Regions from separate parts of the Mus musculus genome. Here region 2 is linked to region 1. A link is a contact called in public Hi-C data. All regions are on one chromosome and are shown on one strand. The core of a region is the stretch at or near the end of the contact, and the rest is flanking DNA. Distances in the headings are between cores, read along the strand shown. Region 1 holds the start of Aga (aspartylglucosaminidase). Region 2 overlaps Neil3 (nei like 3 (E. coli)).

Region 1 (2,700 bases), core at 160-2,659:
AAATCCATGTACAAGTCTAGGCATGTCTACAAGTCTGGGTCTTCCTACCACAGCTACCTGAGAGCTGAAATTACAGGCATATGTCACTCATTAGATTACTAAAATATGCATATTTCACACTCTCAATGAGAACAAGTATCCCAGCAAGCCTCAGCAGAGTATTACAGTGGCAAATGACTTCATGTGGGTGAATTAATCTCACCTTCATGCAGCTTCTGAGATAATATTTTATAATTATAATTCTCATTTTCAGAAGAAAAGCACAGACATGGATGAAGTAATTCATTCAAGGCCACACAGTATATTTCAGAAGTTGCCCAGTTTCAAAAAGGCATTTCTCTAAGGTGTCCACGTTTCTTGTTTGTGTTTTGTGGTGTTCTTTGAGTATCGAGTGGGTAGGTATTGAAAGGAAAGACGTTTTACTTATAATTCCATGGATGTTGGTTTTAAGAAGTCTCCCCTCCCCAACTTCAATACTAGTAACTTTCACAGAATCATACCATGCATATAAAGGTGGAATTTCTTTGTTTGGTTATTGTTAGGAGGTCTCTTTCTTGGTCTGATTTCTCACTAACTCTGCTTCCCACACATCCCCGATAACATACAGATTTTTTCTGCACTGGATTCTGGATCCAACAGTGTCCACGAACATTTAATGTGATAGCAGTCTCAAGGGTGTCAAGGTTGGGGGCAATAAGGTACAATCCCAAGAAACACTGAAGATAATTTGAATGTATAAGTGATAAGGGCAGCGTCACAAACATTGATCAAATACATATGCATCCGTAGGAAATTATCAATTGTTTCCTAAACTGGAATCCAGAAGATAATGGAGAAACAGGAAGGAGGCTATCACAAGAAGTGTAGAGTGGAGGAAAAACTTTGTGGCAAAAGACTGCCACAAAAAGTGAGGCAGGTGACCCTGTACAAGTATAGCTAAGAGGCCCAATGTTAGAGGTCAGACAAGGTGGTGCAGGAAGCAGAACAATACACCAGATCCTAAAATGCAGCAGGGGCAGGGAAGATGGAGAGGGTCTGGTGTAAAGTCAGAGATGCAGGAAGGAGAGGAGGCTCGGCCTTCTGCAGCGGGTTCCCTCCTGCAACCTTAGGGACTGAGTGCAGCTTCCTGCAGAGGAGCTCACACAGTGCAGCCACCCGCCCCGGGCTGCCGCTCCCCACCTGCTTCAGTGGCATTCTTAAAAGGCCAAGTGTTGACGACCAGGGGCAGAGGGCTGGAGCCCCGCACCAGGGGCATGCCCAGGACCAGCAGTAGGAGAAGCAGAGACAGATTCGACTTCCGCTCCATAGCTGAGTGACCCGCCGAGCAGCGTGAAAAAAGTCCCCGCCGGCCGCGCGCCCAGCCGGCCAGCGCGAGAAAGGTCTCCACCAGCTCAGACTCAGGCAGACTCGTGATTCCCTTTAGTCTCATCCCCAACTTCCTCAACTCTCGCGAGACAACGAGGCCTTCTATTGGCCCAGTGAAGGTTTTTTTTTTTTTTTCTTTCTTTTTTTCTTTTTTTCCTTTTTTTCTTTTTTCTTTTTACAAATCTGATACTGTTTCTTTAGTGGTCTGGTCTGTCGACCTCTTTTTAGTTCTTTGTGAAAAGATACATACATATAATACTAGTACTTTTAGTGCTTAGCCCATTTTTTAAAGGGAGATTGACCTTATTGAAAATGAATATGAAAATATGTTACCCTAGTCGCACGATGCTTGAAAACTCAGATAACTGATAAGATATTATATGAGTTTTATGCATTTGCCATCTTAACTGCAAATTCAAGGTAGACAGCCAGCCCGATCTATAATCTACCCTGGACTTTCATTAAATTTTTAAAATGACTATAGAGTATAGGAGAAGTGCTCTTGCTTAGGACCTAGCTGTTTGAGGCATTTTCGACACAGACTTTTACATCCTTTCTTCACCACAGGTTTTTGTAGGACGTCCTTTAGTTACAAATCCCTGAGCTGCAGGGAAAGGACATGCTGGGCAAACAGAAACGTACCCTGTACATTGCCCACTGAAGTGCAGATTCCTTGCCTCCAGCCAAGAAGTCTAATTCCAGTCTTTTCTGAAGGTATTTTATTTTATCTTTGTGCCTGGCACCATTAAGTACTAAATAAATGTTTGAATAAAAGGAGAAATGGGAGCTTTACATGCATGGTACCGGCTGCTCATTTTGATAATTCAGTTGCTGTGCAGATGTGTGAGCATGGACCAGTAATCCCACTGGGACTCTGGGATGCTTGTCCATGTAGCTCAAGGAAGGCATAATTTTAAAGAGCATCTATAAATCTATCCAGACTGGTAAAATATGAACTAGGTGAGAGTTGTGAGGCTTAGAGAGTCTTCAAGGTTCTCATTGCACGGAAACTGAATCTGCAATTTAAACAGCATAAGATATCCTAGAATCATCCCCAGGCAGGCAAGTGCTATTAAAAAGTTAGGTGTAATTAAAAAGAAACGACACATGATCCTTCTATGGGGTTTTGGAGGAGGACCAAACTATTTGTGCTGTGCTAATGAGCATAAAGCTCTTGCTAGGTGAGATGAGAAAGATGGATGAAACGGAATAAGAAAGCAAGGAAAACACTTATTGTCTTCGGAATTAATTTTCCATAGCACCTGAGTTGTTATTTATAAGTTCAAAGAACCGAGACATGCCTTCAAGAATTATAAAATATAATACATGGTAAAC
Region 2 (2,700 bases), core at 78-2,577, 93 kb before region 1:
TTTGTCGGTGCTTTAAAAAGTGTGTGTATAGAATAAAACTATAGCAGAAAAATGAAAGTGTCTCTTAAAATGAAGCTGATACCAAACAGAACATTTCTTTGTTAGGATGTATTTGAGTTTTTATTTTCTTTCTAGCAAATCTCTAGAGTTAAGAAAAAAAAAAAAAAAAAGGCCCTTTATCAGGCCAACAAAGAAAATGCTCTCGTTAAATTTTATCCCCTAAAAATAAGTTTTTTGGCCGTTGAATCTGAGAGAGCAGCTTCCTCGTTCTAAAAGCAATCAGATTTGAAGCTAATCTAGCCCTTTTCTTGCAACCATGTAATTATGTTTAATTAAGGAAGCCTTAAAAGCATAAAAGACATTTTAAAATATAGAACTTTTATATATCATTTAGATAAGAGGATACAGCAGGGAACAGTTTGGAATACTAATAAGTTAAAACATAATGACTCTATTATTTCATACAAACCTTATTTGATAGACATTACTGGATTTTGTCAATACTTTTTACTATATTATATGGAAAGTTATATGGAACAATGTGCAAATTCTTGACATTTTTGGAGATGACTTGATATCCTCATATGCCTTTGTCTCTTATAACAACAGTTTTGAGCATAACATCATAATTCTATTTATTTGTTTATTTATTTATTTTTTCAGTGCTGTAAAGCAGGATCTGCCATTTCTAAACACTGTAAGGTTTACAAGCGTCCTAACTGTGATCAGTGCCACAGCAAAATTACTGTGTGTCGCTTTGGGGAGAACAGCAGGATGACATATTTCTGTCCTCACTGTCAGAAAGAAAACCCTCAATGTGTTCAAGTATGGTAAGATGTCTGACTGAGACTCTCTTTCTTAGCAGCTAATAGGCAGAGCATGTATCTGAAGGACTGACTACCGGCTAGCGGTTGCACATAGCACAGAACCCTGAAACTGAAATCACCCATAAGAACCAGTGCAGATGAATGAGTGAATATAGTTATCAGCTCAAGAGTCAGGCATTAGAACGAGAAGCAGAATCATTAGCTTTTAAAGTTGATAGGAATTGTCACAGATCTAATTTGTAGGATGCTGCAAAACCCCAAAACCCAAATATTAGAAATACCGACTTTGGGAAAGCTGAGATAGAAGGGGGAAGATTTTTGCGTGATGTGGTAGGAGACTGTTCAGGAAGGACCAAGGTGGGTAATGGCCGAGAGTTACCAGCAAGGTAGTTGTAGGTGAAGCCTAAAATGCTCAGCTCGCTGAGAATAGGTGAAGCAGACCAGAGGTGACCGATTGCTTTTGAGTAGGAGGAAACAAAATGGTGTGGTTGAGAAGAGGAAGGAAGTAGGCCTTGCTGAGCTGCGCAAGACCAGAGGAGGAGGGTAGGCCATTGTATCTGTGGAGAAACAGAGGCATGACTTGCATTTTCATAAATGTGTCCGCATCCACTCACTTTTCTCCCAGTGTTCTGTTTCTGTGAAACTCTCACTCTGGCTCACAACTTTAAATAGTTTTATATCCTCCTCCCATCAGCTGTTAGTATCACATAATAGGAAATAGTAGACAATTAACTATTTTTTGTTTTATGGGTTTCTGGTTTTATTTTTCATAACAAGACTACTTTTCTAACTACTTTATTTGACTCTGTGCACGTAACACAGTACCAAGCACACTGAAGATCTTCCGTCTATTTGCCTATTAAATACGTGATTAATGCTCTGTGTTTTCCAGCATCTGTATTATTTTTGCAGCATTGGAGATTAAAGTTTTCCATTTTCTTCCAAGTAGTCAAGTAAATGGCATTTAATCATAGAAACAGAATTCCAAGGGGTTTTAGAAATGAGGTTTTAAAGACTCACAGAGTTCTGAAAGAGATTTCGATTTAACTGTGAGCTGGGATGCACTAGAAGTGTTGGGGAGCTTGTAATCCCTCTCCTCTAACCCACCCCGATTCTGTTTTATATGCTGGCTTTCAGTTTAAGGTGTTGCAGAACCGTTCAAACATTGAAAAACAAGGCAGATATAATTTCTAAAATTTTAAAACTAACACTACTTCCCCTATTTTAGACATGTCTGTGAATAAATATATTCTCTATTTCTGTTCAATATCTGAGCACTTTTTATATTAACTATTTTTTTTGTTGTTTTGTTTTAATTTACAGTTATTTCAAGGGTTAGGGTTAGATCTTCATGGTAGCATACTTACCTAGCAAGGCTTCAGTCTAGTTTTCAATGAGAGAGAGAGAGAGAGAGAGAGAGAGAGAGAGAGAGAGAGAGAGAGAGAGAGAGAGAGAGAAAGCTTAAAAGCCTCAGAAGCCCCCAAAACACTGATCTAAATCTACACACAAAAATCTCCCAACTCCCTTAACTGTCATGAATCCTTCCAAAATGTTTAAATATTTGGTGATCACATCCCCTTTCTAAGTGCCTATATAATTGATTGTTAGCTCTTAATACATAGCAAGCATAAGCTACATATGAGAATACTACTGCTGTGTTTGGTGACGCTGCCTCTTTTATAGTCTTACACAGTCTTTAAAGATAATTTTTATGATGTATTATTATTTGCCCAGCTGGGAAGTAGGAACATACATGGTTAAGCAGAGTGGTAGAGGTGTGGTAAAGGGCAGGATTCAATGATAAGGGAGCTATGGAGACGGAAGAAGAGCTGTCTAGGATGGACAAGATCATCTTTCTAAGCTTAGTGTGGAT

The links. Hi-C and Micro-C count contacts between places; a contact is called where the count stands out from the background.
Region 2: a Hi-C map of erythroblasts shows a contact between it and region 1, with 2.1 times the contacts expected there. The contact joins the enhancer-like site here to the promoter of Aga in region 1. A contact is called at or near these places in 2 of 39 promoter capture datasets (macrophages and neutrophils), 7 of 484 Hi-C or Micro-C datasets (the C10 cell line, ECoMG-derived neutrophils, Th17 cells and 4 more), 1 of 115 datasets of contacts at active chromatin or transcription factors (double positive thymocytes) and 4 of 9 other capture datasets (adipose tissue, liver, macrophages and 1 more).

The regions. Positions count from the first base shown.
Region 1 is chr8:53,510,411-53,513,110 of GRCm38.p6, reverse strand. Aga (aspartylglucosaminidase) reads right to left here and starts at 1,409. Exons shown (of 9, transcript NM_001005847.2): 1 at 1,180-1,409. The coding sequence starts at 1,306.
Region 2 is chr8:53,603,763-53,606,462 of GRCm38.p6, reverse strand. It overlaps Neil3 (nei like 3 (E. coli)), which reads left to right. Exons shown (of 10, transcript NM_146208.2): 6 at 664-830. Among named protein-coding and RNA genes, the nearest start is that of Gm39181, 21 kb to the right of the region's middle. Within about 2 kb of position 1,327, at least 31 of the 459 cell types and tissues checked have an H3K27ac peak or open chromatin away from gene starts, as enhancers often do. A contact at or near this core is called in ECoMG-derived neutrophils, erythroblasts, granulocyte-monocyte progenitors and 2 more, where this site is marked.